Linked DNA regions of Anser cygnoides: region 2 is linked to region 1. The links are chromatin contacts, called in public Hi-C maps. All regions are on one chromosome and are shown on one strand. Each heading gives the region's core, a stretch centred on a gene start, on an enhancer-like site or on the middle of the called end of the contact. The rest is flanking DNA. Distances are from core to core; before and after follow the strand shown. Region 1 holds the start of DNAJC1 (DnaJ heat shock protein family (Hsp40) member C1). Region 2 overlaps SKIDA1 (SKI/DACH domain containing 1).

Region 1 (6,646 bases), core at 3,049-5,548:
AAAGTAACATACTAAAAGAGAGGACTGAGCTACCCAGACCAGGCATGAAATAGCTATTTCCTAAATAATATTCTTTCATGTCTGATGGACTGTAATAGAGTCAGCTTTCTGTTTTTAGCTCTGTTGCTTTTGCTTCTCTTTCCATTCCCACATTTCTTTCTCATTACTTTGACTTATGTCTGGCCTAAGGTAACAGCTGGTCTACACAAATGGCATATTCCTTACAAACCTTTCAGCGGGCAGGGTTGCTATGAAGTGATCCTGTTCCCCCCTTATTTTCCCACTCCCATGCTGGATGCTACCTTCCCTCCTCCTCTGCTCCATTCTGACTCATCTGGCTGCGTGGTTACGCTCCAGACTGGATCTGGGAAATGATCTGGCTTTAACAAATAAACCCTTTAAAAAGCCAGATCAGTTGCCTGGCAGGACAGAGCGCTCGGGAACACCTCTGAGCAAGGTGCCAGCCTTCTGACCCGCTGCCTCGGCAGCAGAGCCCTCCCTTCCAGGGCGAGCCCTCCGAACTTCCCTGCCAGCTGCCAAGGAGAATGCCTCCCTCCACTCCGTTTAGCCTCACTGCTTGGGGAACAGCTTGCTTTGAGCTCTCGGGCTATAGATATACAAAGGTTTTATTTTTATTTTTTTCCGATGGGAAAGCCGGTCTAAGCCAGGCAGTTTCCTGCCTGCTATGCCCTCTTGTTCTTGCTCCTTCATCGCGGTTCGCTGTCCCCTTGATTGTGCCGATGCAGCTGTTTCTGGGCCGTGCTGTAAACTGGATCACTGAAATAAATCCGAGTTTTTGTGTGCATATGTGTACGTATGTGTGTGCGAACAGCTTTTTTTCTTTTTTTTTTTTTTTTTTGGAAAAACCTGGATCATTTCAGTCATTTGATTTATAACGTGGCCCACAAAGAGTTGAATTAGCACAGCCGAGGAGGCAGCGAACAGCGGCGCAGAGGTGGGAACAAGCGTCTGGGCTGGGGGGAGGGCGCAGGAAACTCTTAAGCCAGCTTTGTTAACACAGAAAACTACTGTTACTATACAAACCCATGCAGAAGCACCCAAACTGAGCAGCCAGAAGAGAAAATCGGAATAGACTGCTGAGCAGTCACTCATGAATTGCTAGCAGAGAAGGTTTATCTTTAGGAAAAAAAAAAAAAAAAAAAGATGGTCCTTTAATAAGCTCTTTCCACTAGTCTTCTTCTATTCGAGACACCAAAATAGCAGGCTCTTTAGCTATTCAGAATATGATTGTGTGAATCCTACTGGGCTTTAAAGTATGTTGCTCTTTCAGTGGTGTTAAAACAGTAATAATAACCGGTTCATGCCTCGGGCCTTGGGTGCTACTGTCAATTAGCATCAGAACATAGATTTATTTAAACAAGTCATATTCCTGTGTATGTTTCTTGCCCTTACGGTTTGCAAAGGAGAGCTTAGTGGACGAGCATACCTGGTTCGGTGATACCTGCCTGTGTGTCCAGGCAGAGAAACCTCGAGGCAGGGAAAGGAAATGCCAGACTCGCCTTTGCAGCTCCCAGTGTTCTTAAAATAAAGGTGCTGCCCAGCTGGGGAGGCTGCGTACAGAATATGGTGTTCAATTAAAAACCTCCTCTGATCCTCTAGCCATTTAAATGTCATGTATACGTGTTAGAAAAAAAATAGTAATACCTCCCAACATGAGTAATTTTAGACCACGATGACAAAGTTGTGTGGAATTTTCTACCTTCTATGCAATTGTGTCAGAGTTAGCAATACCAAGATTTAAATTGTCATCACTGGTCATCTCACCCAGCAGTCACTGCCCCTGCCACTGCAAATTTCTCACATATACTCTTTCAGGCAAGCATTGCTGAATTGGTTTATGTTTGCTTTGTATTTTAAATCTTTTTCTGAATCAGAGAGAGAGAACTGACTTTTAATTTAGCTGCTCTATTTTGTACTGTGGAAGTCTAATGTGACTTGGATTAATTGAAGTGTTGGAGAAGGGGCAAGGACTCTAATGACTCACCAAGAAAAAATAACTGCTTATGACTGAAACAGGAAAACAGAAAAATGGAAGAGACTGACATTATTATGGTGGTACTTCAAGTGTTTTAATAGCATTTTTAGCAGTTTCTTACCAAAATATCAGTATTTATTCTTGGGGTACAGAATGATTTTAATGAAAACTTTTAAACCAAGCTCATTGTCTAGAATTAAAAATAAATAAAAAAATTTAGAAATGTTACATGCAGTATCAGGCCTTCTCTTCTAATAGTTTACAAAGCAGAATAAAAAATGAGTATTTGAATTTCCCACATTTTAAAAACTGATCGGAATAATTTAAGTATGCTGACTTAAATGTAAGATATCTCTTAAATATGTATTTTAAAGAATTATAATCCTATTACCATCAGTGATTTTTTTTCCTGTTATTCTTCCTAAGTTCACATTCCTCTTGAGTGAAAGACAGCATAATTTAGCTGAAGAATTCTGAGATGTTTCTTTCAAAGTAACTATCATCTTCTGCTGCTCTATAAAGGGTTGAAGCCACAATCTACCTGAAATTGGTGGTCAGTGTCAGGACAGTTTTTCCTAGTCTCAACAGAGCTGATCAGCTACTTTTATCACTTTTTGAAGGTTTTAACTTCAGTTTCAGCAAGAGCAACCAGAGATGGATTTTGAAAGAGGTCATCCTCTGTAACAAATTCTGAATGATAAAAAATAAGATCAAAATTAAAAAGGCTTCTTTTCAAAGGATGATCATTGTACTAGATCAGCTTAACTAAAGAGGCTTAGAAGCTAATGAGGCAAAATGAAGTACATATTGAAGATACAAAACAAGGGAGAAAGGAAGGCGAGTTTGGAAAGCATATACTAAGGAGACTGGAGTATTGTTAATCTGACATTTAAAAAAACTCTTTAAGCTGGTTTAGAAATCATACTACCTTGCTGAGCTCTTAATTTGCCCCGGGTTTCTGATGGTACTTTGCATCTTTAAGCTTTGTACCTTATAACCTTACGGGTTGGTAACTTTTTGAATTGAAAGCTGGTATTTTTGTACAATAAAGCTTGAGGCTTGAAAGCAAGGAGAATGCAGACAGACTAGGCAACAAAGGGACTTTATGCTATGAGTACTGGTCTGCAAAAAAGAATAGAAGAAGAAAATAATTAAGAGGGAAGAAAGCAATCTATAACAGATTCAGTTACTCCAGCAAAACAAAGCAGCTGATAAAACAGCTAGCCCAAGACTTCCTCATGACTTTGCAATTCTCTAGGAAAGGATTATTTTTTTAGCTCTGTGATGAAGTGAAAGAAGCACTTTTTAAGATGATCAGAATTAACAGTTAAGCGCTCCTTTTTGAGACGGGTGAATTAGAAAGAAAAAAAAAGAGTCTACATCAGATGTTGGTTAAATTATCATTTCCTGGCAAATGGGTTTAGGTGTCTTTTCAGGAAACAGACCCAGAGGCAGAATTGTGGTCCTAACAGCCCAGAGGGCATGCATATGGGATGTGGAAACATAAGTTTAAATGTCAATCTAATTAATATTTAAGTAGTTTATTCAAAGGGGAACAGCTTCAATAGAAAAGAATGCCTGAGACTCCCGTGAGTTGGAAAATTATAGAATCATAGGATATGATAAAGGTTATGATATGTATGACGGATGAATTATGTATGTATGATATACATTCTATGATATGTGTGATAGAATACAAATTGGTAAGGGTTGTTTCCAGCCCCTGTTCTGAATGCAGCAGGAAGCCAGGTCTGCTCCCACAGCGTTATCCACGGCACTGCTCTGCTGGCGTAAGCGGTGCCCAACTCCTCCTAGGACGTTAGATTAGCAGCTGGGATTTTTGTAAACTAGATTCAGGAAAGGATTTTTGTGAACTGGGGAAAAAAACCCTGCTTTCTGAGGTGGATTCAGAAAACCACGGATGTTTCGGAGGTGGCTGAAAATGCCCTTCCTCAGAGCGACAACCGGGCCCGGGTGGGAAGGGGATACAGCGAGGGCAGCGCTGCGAGGAGCCGGGCTGCACGAGTGAAAGCGAAACAGGCGCTTTAATGTCGGTAACCCGCACTGCTGAGCCCTGCAGGAGGAGGAGGAGGAGGAGGAGGAGGAGGAGGAGGAGGAGGAGGAGGAAGGCCGAGGCAGGAAGGGGAGGGGGAAGGGCCGCCCTGCCCCCCACCGCCTCCACTGCGCCAGCGCCGCCGGTTGCCGGGCTAGCTGACGTCACGCCCCGCAGCGGCGGCGATTGGCCGGTCGGAAATTCCCCCCCCCCCCCGCCCTCCCCTCCCCTCCCCGCCGCCCGCCCCCGCTGGGGCCGGCAGCCGGCGGGGCCGGGCCTGGCGCCTTCCCTCCGCGCCCGGCCGCTGCCGCCGCGCCCGCCCGGCCACGTCCTCGCTCCTCGGCCGCCCGGGGGTCGCCATGGGCCGCCCGCCGCCCGCCCCGCGCCGCCGCCGGCTGCCGCTGCTGCTGCCGCTGGCCCTGCTGGCGCTGCTCCTGCCCCGCGGCCGCGCGTGGGACAGCGGCGACCTGGAGCTCTTCGACCTGGTGGAGGAGGTGCCGCGGAACTTCTACGACTTCCTCGGGGTGCAGCAGGTGAGCGGGGGGACCCCCGGGCACCCCTCCGGGCGCGGCCCCGAAGATGGCCGGCTGCCCCCCCGGCCCCTTCCCCCCCGGGGGCTCCGCTCCCTGCCCGGGAGCTCTGCCTCGGCCCCCTGCAGCCCCGGCGTGTGGTGTGCCCGCAGCCCCTAGCTTGGGGATGGCTTTTAGATGGTGGCGTTCACTTCTTGTGCCTTCGGGTTGCTGTGCCTGGGCTCCGCATCTGCTGGGCAACGCTCGGGAGTATCTCACAGCGATCGTTGCGCACCTTCGGGTAGTTCTTGTCCGCACAAAGTCACCACAGGCACCGCTCTTCCGAGTGCTTTTATCCCAGGTTCCTTGTTGCTGGCCTCGCTGCTGCTCCATGTCTTCAACTTGCCTGCCCTGGAGCCCACCTGATGGCCTTCCTTTCCTGGGCGCTCTGTTCTGCGTGCGCAGCCTTGCTTCATCTCTTCTTACACATCTTAGTGATCTTCTGGTCGCTTTCTCCAGGCAGTATTCCTCTCCTGAAGAACTAATTCTTTATATTATTCTTACTCTACTGCTGTCCCCAAAAGACACTTCATTCTTAGCTTCTCGCCTAGCACCTCTACATTGTGGTGGGTGATCCTGCTGTTCTAATAACTTCTTTAACTTTAAAACCTGTTCCCTGTAGTCCTTGTCATTACTGAGAGTAAGGCTATATTCAGATGCATTTCATTAGGGCCTCCCCTGCAAGGAGAGGGGAGGTGTCTGCACCTGTAAGGGTCCTGTTCTGGAAACTACCAGCTGTGCTTGTAAGATGGTGGCTGGGAGATTCTGAGTCTTTCATCTCTTTTTGTTTTACTTCTTAAGCCTCTGGTGTTAAATACGATGGAATATCATCATATATATACCACAGCAAATACTGCCACGCAAATTTCACTTTCATGAGCCTGAGCGTTTCATTTTTGAATCCTGAAAGGCAATTTTAGTGTTTAGGTAATGTAGGGATACAATTTTTTGTGTTTTGATTAGTGATGTTCAAATCAGATGTTCATCTTTTTGTTCATATCCTGCACAGACCTTTTGTTTAGGGCTGAATCTGTACCTTGCACAATAAGGTTATCAAAATATAACGTTGTGAACTAGCAGAGCACTTTCTTACTAAACATCACGCTTCAGCTCGGGCACTACATTACTAGGAGATCATAATGGAGAACTTGAATCTCCTGCAGTGTGCAAGCAGAGGAAAAAGTTGAGAAAGCTGTACAGGTTTACAGGTTCTTCCACGTGGCATCCTCTCCTGCTGCTTGCTTCTCCAGCTCTGGCCTGTCCCAGCGTTTCAGACGAGGCACCGAAGTAGGGCTCTGACTTGGGCCGACTCGTGAGGTCGCTGCGGTGGTTTGGGTTACCGTGTCCAGAATGTGACTGGTCTTGTAATGGGGTCAAGGAAGTGCACAAATGTCAGGTATTTTGTGCTCTGCCTTGGATGCCTTAACACAAAGCTGCCCTTTACCATAATGTCTCTGCGTTCTGTTTGCGCGTTTCTTCAGGTTTTCTGCTGTTTTCTAGAACTATGACTCAATGGAGTTAATTTACTGGTTATTTTGTATGTCACTATTGTTTTAGTTGGCATGGCTTTGACTACAGTGCTGTGATTATCTTGTAGTTCTGGTGCTGGTGTTTCCATATGCTCAGGTGTTTTTCTTGGGGTTTTCACACAAGAGGGACAGAGACTGTGTGAATATGGCCTTTGTGGCTGTGTCTTTGGACTGTTTCACAATCTCTCATTCATCAAAGCTTGTTGTCTTTTTCCCCCTGTCTCCGTATTCCTCTGGTATTCATTGGTATTCATTGCCTTGTATTGTGTCTTGATAATCCCTTCCCCTATGTATTTATGGGAGAGGGAGATTCAGAGCAGGATGTAAGTTCCATGTCTAAAATGCAGATGCTCAACAGCGCTTATTAGCAGCAGCATATCAGGCCGCCAGATTTCTCTGGACGTCACCTTGTATTTTTTAAAAAAAAATACAGGGAATGAGTCCAATACTTTCTAAAGGCATTACAGCAGCTTAGATCTTGGTAGGAGAATTGTTGTAC
Region 2 (6,501 bases), core at 642-3,141, 240 kb after region 1:
TTTCCCTTGTTTCTTTTTTTCTTTTTTTAAAAAATTATTTTAATTTTTATTTTTTTAAGGGGGGTGTTTTGTGTTTTTCTTTTTTTATATTTTTTTTCTATTTTTTTTTCCTATTTTTTTTTTATGTCTGCTGAAAAGCTTTCCCGGACTTTACTGCTCCCTCACTGTTGACTCCCTAGCCTTAACCTTAAAGCAGGGGGAGGAGAGCAGCGGGGAGGGGGGTGGTGTGTGTGTGTGTGGTGGGGGGGGGGGGGGTTGTTGGCGGCGTATAAGTACATCAGGAGGAATTTTGAAACGACCCTTATTGTCTCTCGCTCTAGAAAGACCACGATGGTTCCTTTTTAACGGGAGCAGCTGTTTTCCCTCGCAACTTCGCTCGCAGCCCCCCGAGCACGGCTCGATGCCTCCCTCCCGAAAGGCGCACGCTGCTCCGGCCAGCTGCAGCGCCGGCTGCCCCGGCGGCTGGCATTAGCTGCGACGAGGCATTGTTCCCCCGCTGCCTCTCGGGCGCGTTTAAAGGCTGAAATATCACGAGATCCACCCAGTGAAGCCTTTGCTAATTCGAGGGACGAAATGTAATTCGCTCTAGCTCCGGTTTCTCGGACGGGAAGGCTCTCCTTAGCTTCCCGAGGGGAGAAGGAGCCACGGCGGTTTCGTGCACACATGGATTAAGTTGAACAGCGGCGATTTTTTTACGTCTGCGCGGAGAGCAACAGTAGTCCAGGGCTGACTTTCCTAAATCTCTGCCCTCCGAGTTAGAGGCTCCCTTCAATAGACTTCCTCAATTTCCGGATGCACTCCTCGAAATTCCCAGGTCTCTCTAGAATTCCTGCGAAACTGGGGGCTCGCCTGCATTTCGCCTTGGCATGCGAGGCTGCCTTTTTGGCAGGGCGATCGCGCTCTTTATTTTAGCTCTACCTGACGGGGTAACGCGAACTCCCCGCACCATGTTGCCAATACACGGAGTGGATATTGACATTCGGAATTGAAGCCTTTTTTTTTTTTTTTTTTCCTCCTTCCCTCTCTTTTTTTTTTTTTTTTTTTTGCCAAGTCCCAGAAATCTGAGATGTCTCATTAATCTCACGGATATGTCTAATTCTGGATGTGCAGCGATACATAAAAGTGCTCGTGTTTGCAGCCAGTTGAGCGCTGGATGCACGGCAGAGCCTGGTGATTTTTTATTTTTATTTTTATTTTGCAGCGCCTAACGTGCAAACCGCGAGCATCATTTCAGTGTGACAAGGAAGAGGCACGCAGCTATCGCAACGTTTTTCGAAACCGTCGTGGCTGACACTCGAATAATTTCACGTTTCTCCGAAGAGGTTAAACCTTCGCGCTGCTTCTCCGGATTGATTTCAGGGGGCTGCTGTGAATGGAACATCAAAAAGCTGCGGCAGGGCTACCCCGAGCTGAAGATGCGAACTGCAGAGCAGGAGCATCCTAGCCCGTTGCGGTGCCGTACATTGTGTGTGCCAGCACTTTTTTGTCATTACGTAAAGCCTCTTGGAAGCACCTTGGATATTTCGCATTCTCCTTTCTCTGCTGGAAGCAATCAGCACGCAGGAATCCTGACGTGGGCTCGGGGACTATAGGGCATTCCAGCTCGTGATCCGGCGCGGTTAATTGTGAAAAGTGTATACATTTCTGGCTTATCTATGCTTTGTTATGGGTCTGACGTGAGCCCACGTCCTCCTCCTCCCCCCTCCCGCAACGTTACAGGCAGGATTTCGGTTAAAAGTGGTACAGTGGCGCGGTGCGGGGACCCGCGATATCCAGGCAGCGAAATAACCTTAGTCCCCGGCTGTAAAAAGCTAATTAAGCAGAAGAGGAAAATCAAGAGAAACTCGAAAATGTAAGTATTCCCTCTCGTTAACAGCCGAGCCTTTAACTTCGGAGCTCCAGGAAGGGAAATACCAGGCTGTTCTGCACGTTTTCGCTAAGCTTCGCTTTCCGCACAATGCAGAATAAAATACCAGCTGAAAACGGTTACGTTACCGAAGAATTTTCCACCGCCACGATCAGACTTATGTCCTTTAAAACCACGGCGTGCACAAAAGAGCACCGTTCGGCCGAAAGAGCCTGAAAATACACGAAACGACACGGGAAAAAGCGTGCAAATCCTTCGTCTGGAGCTAGCGAGGAGGAAGTCTGAGAGGTCTGAGTGTATTTGAGCTCAGATTGTTTAATAGAAAGATTTATATACTAACTGTATTATTTACTTTGGGAGGGGAGGTGGCAGTATAAGGGTATGCTAATTAGTGGGAGATTTTTTGGGGGAAGGGGTGGAATATCAATTTTTATTGCATCACCTGTCAGGAGTGTCCAATCAGCGTTGGCTTTAGGGGAATTAATTGATGAAGGTGTCTCCGGACGAGCTCACTTCACTCTGTCATTTTATTTGTAGCTAAAGCAGCGGCGGGAATAGCAGCTGCATTTCTTTTCTCTTCCTCCCTTCACATTCCATTATCATAGTTTCCAATGGAAAAGCAGGGAATGAAAGGGAACAGGTACTGATCTTCAGCAGCAACTTAGAGAAACACTTTGGCAAACCTGATTTTTAAGATTATACACCGATTGTAGTCTCACGGGCTTTTTTTTTTTTTAATTTATTTTTTTTTCTTTTTTAATTTCGTCTAAAGTTTGGCACTTCATTCACCAGGAATAACAGCCTTTGTTATATTTTATTAGCAGGATGCCTTGAGACAAATACAGCATCTGGCTGAGGATTGTGTGTGTGTGGCTTTTTCTTTTTTTTTTTTTCCTTTTTTTTTTTTTTTTCCTCTCTCTCTCTCTCTGCAAATGCTGGGAATAATTTAATTCACGAAATGGGAGACCTGAAGTCGGGTTTTGAAGAGGTGGATGGCGTGAGGCTCGGCTACCTCATCATTAAAGGAAAGCAAATGTTTGCACTCTCCCAGGTTTTTACAGACCTGCTCAAAAACATCCCGAGAACTACCGTGCACAAGCGAATGGATCATTTAAAAGTCAAAAAGCATCACTGCGACCTGGAGGAGTTGAGGAAACTCAAAGCCATCAACTCCATCGCCTTCCACGCCGCCAAATGCACCCTGATCTCCAGAGAGGACGTGGAAGCCCTGTACACATCCTGCAAAACCGAGCGGGTCCTCAAGACGAAACGGAGGAAAATCGGCCGGGCTCTGGCCTCCAGCGACCTCCGGCCGGAGCCCGCTGCCGCCGACCCCTTCTGCGGCTTCTGGAAGGAGAACAAACTTTGGCTGGGGCTCAGCGACCCCCCCCGGCCCCTGCTGCCGCTCCGGAGGAAAGCCCTGCGGCCGGGGGCCGCCGCCTCGCTGCCGGCCTCTCACCTACCTCACATTTTTAGTAAATACACTGGCCACAGCCACCCAGACCTCGCCCGGGCGCCTCGCAAACCCCCCGCTCACTATGAAACGGCGCCGGCGGCGGGCGGCTGCGCGCCCCTCCGCGCCCGCCCCCCTCCCTCCGCCGCCGCCGCCGCCGCCTCCTCCGCGGCTCGGCCGCGGCTCCCGGCCGCCGGGCCCCCGCCCCTGCCCGCCCGCTGCCGCCGCCGCCGCCGCCGCCACCGCCACGGGGCGGCCGCCGCCGCCGTCGCCGCCGCCGTCGCCGCCGCCGCCGCCGCCGCGGGCGTGCTGGGCCCCCCCGGAGGCGCCCGGCGGCCCCTGGCGGCGCCGCGGCCCTGCCGGCCCCGCGGAGCCCCGCGGCTGCCGCTGCCGCTGCCGCCCGGCTTCGGGCCCCCGCCGCCGGGGCCGCCGGTGCCGCCGCCTCCGGCCGCCGCCGGCTTCGCCGAGAGCGGCAGCAGCGACTCGGAGTCCAGCTGCTGCTCCGGCCGCGCCGCCCACGACTCGGACTGCGGCTCCAGCCTGTCGAGCTCGAGCGAGGGCAGCTCGGAGGAGGAGGACGAGGAGGAGGAGGAGGAGGACGAGGAGGGCAGCGGCGGCTCGGAGTCCAGCGAGGGCAGCTCGGAGGAGGAGGAGGAGGAGGAGGAGGAAGAGGAGGAGGAGGAGGAGGAGGAAGAGGAGGAGGAGGAGGAGGAGGAGGACAGCACCTCGGACTCCGACTCCAGCTCGGTCTCCAGCCAGGTCTCGGTGCAGAGCATCCGCTTCAGGCGCACCAGCTTCTGCAACCCGCCCGGCGTGGTCCACGCCAACTTCTTGTACCATCTGGCCGCCGCCGCCCCCCGGCCCCCGGCCCCGGCCCCGGCCCCGGCCCCGGCCCCGGCCCCGGCCCCGGCCCCGGCGGAGCCCGGCGGGCCGCCCGCCCTCCGCGCCGCTCCCGGCGGAGCCGAGCCCGAGCCGCCGGAGGAGTGGGGCCGCCCCGGCTGGGCTCCCGCCGGCCCGGCGCTGCTGTGCTGCTCCGGCGGCCTGGGGAGCTGCTTCGCGGAGATAAGAGCTGATAGGGTATCTGAGCTCACATTCCCACACTCTGAATTTTCCAATAATGCCAAGAGTACTGACCTAACAATTAACTGTGTTGCAAAGGGGGCCTCTTCACCTAGCCCAAAGACAAACAATGCATTTCCACAACAAAGAATACTCAGAGAGGCAAGGAAATGCCTTCAAGCAACTACTACACACTGTGCAGATAACAATACAATAGCTGCTAGGTTCTTAAATAATGATTCTTCATCAGCGGCTGCAAATTCAGAGAAAGATTCCAAAATCCCTCATTGTATTGAATTTGCCACGGATTTGCCCTCTTTACAAACTGATCCTGAGGAGGATGCTGCTTCTCCAGGGGCAGCAGCAGCTGAGCTCCAGTGCACTGATACAGGCAATAAGGCATTGCCATTCCTGCACAGCATTAAAATCAAAATAGAGGACAGCAGTGCGAACGACGAGTATGAGCCTGACCTTACAACACATAAGCTAAAGTGTGAGTGCAATGATACTAAGGATGAGTTTTACGGTGTGACTGAGAGTAATAACCAGGACGCTTTATTAACAGCCAAGGAAGATTCTGCATGCACTGAGAAAGAAACCACTTCCTTAAACCCGCTGACTCAGAGTCAGGTCCTCTCATGCACTTTAGGTACTCCAAAACCTGAGGATGGGGAGTATAAATTTGGAGCGAGGGTGAGAAAAAATTACAGGACACTGGTTTTGGGAAAGCGACCTGTACTGCAGACTCCTCCAGTCAAACCAAATTTGAAATCAGCTCGAAGCCCACGTCCTACAGGTAAAATTGAGACACATGAAGGAACACTGGATGATTTTACAGTTAACAATAGACGCAAAAGGGTAGCCAGCAATGTAGCATCAGCAGTGAAAAGGCCATTTAATTTCATGGCAAATTTTCCCTGTCCACCATCACTAATTATTGGCAATGATGGGGATTTGTTGCCAGCTTATTCCTTAAACACCACTAAGGATTCCCAACCACCTCACAAGGCCCATCCTGTATGGAAATGGCAGCTGGGCGGTTCTGCAATACCTCTTCCACCTAGCCACAAATTCAGGAAATTTAATTAATAAAATAGTTTGGAAAATATTTTCTTGAACCACCTTTAACTTTCTTACGTTTTTAAACTCTGCAGGATGGTTTGTACCAGCCCATTAATGCTATACACGCTTTTGGAATCCTGTTTTATCACATTGTGAAGACAGAAACCGGATTACTATTTTCTTTACCGTTACAACCGTGGTTTTTGTTTTGTTTTGGGTCTTTTTATTTTTTTATTTTTTTACTGTTTCATTTGTTTTTGTTTTTGGTTGGTTGGTGCTTTTTTTTTTTTGCCTTTTTTTTTTTTTTGGTTACATTCCACAGAGTACTTCAGGCTAAAGACTCAAGTTAAACTCAGTTATTATGGTAGAGCTGGAACACTTTACTGTTTAAATGCTAATAATGCACCAGTACCTCAATTCAACTGCTGCAAATAAATGTCAAAAGGTTGAATAATAAATATTAGAATGAGCCATTAAATTTATGCACTAGATTTCGAAAATGGAAGTCTAACTGTTAATTCAGTTAAAGTTTGTTAAGTTACATGGTTGCACAGTAAGGGTTCACTATAATTCAACGTGGCAGCAGCCTACTTTTCGGGAGCTTTGTTTTCGGGTGCAGGGGTGTCTTTTTCTAAGAGCAGTTGCACTTACTCGTTTTTCTCCGGTTTGCAAAGGCTGGGGTCCGCCTGCGACCCCAGGACTGGGAAAAGCTGCCTCATCTGAAACCAGTAAATAAATGTGGAATTCTATTTTTGGTAAAGGGTGTCTTTTTACTTGTACAGCCACTCTTTGCATTTGGAAAGCCTTTTTTGTTTCACCCAGAGGTCTTAAATAAGGTTACTGTTACCCACTAATGTCATACTTAAGTTGTGGTCTGAACATGCCCCTTACAAACTTGCAAAGCAACTAAAATATTTGCCCGGATAGCAGTACAATTTATGGTCCAGCCCCTCACGCTGGCTGGAGGAAATAGCAAAGCAGTAAATACAACACAGAAAGTGAAACGAGAGGCCATAAGTGGCGAGAATACCCAAAATGAGAATACCATGTTATTCAGAGC

What was found. A called contact is a pair of places that touch in the nucleus more often than the background predicts.
Region 2: a contact with region 1 is called in a Hi-C map of liver, with 2.0 times the contacts expected there. The contact joins the enhancer-like site here to the promoter of DNAJC1 in region 1. A contact is called at or near these places in 2 of 7 Hi-C or Micro-C datasets (both in liver).

What each region holds. Positions count from the first base shown.
Region 1 is chr2:19,879,846-19,886,491 of Taihu_goose_T2T_genome, forward strand. It overlaps DNAJC1 (DnaJ heat shock protein family (Hsp40) member C1), which reads left to right and starts at 4,299. Exons shown (of 12, transcript XM_048061736.2): 1 at 4,299-4,582. The coding sequence starts at 4,409.
Region 2 is chr2:20,121,555-20,128,055 of Taihu_goose_T2T_genome, forward strand. SKIDA1 (SKI/DACH domain containing 1) reads left to right here. Exons shown (of 3, transcript XM_066991624.1): 3 at 321-6,501. The coding sequence starts at 2,826. The coding sequence ends at 5,468. Among named protein-coding and RNA genes, the nearest start is that of SKIDA1, 5.9 kb to the left of the region's middle. Within about 2 kb of position 1,892, at least 1 of the 3 cell types and tissues checked has open chromatin away from gene starts, as enhancers often do. A contact at or near this core is called in liver, where this site is marked.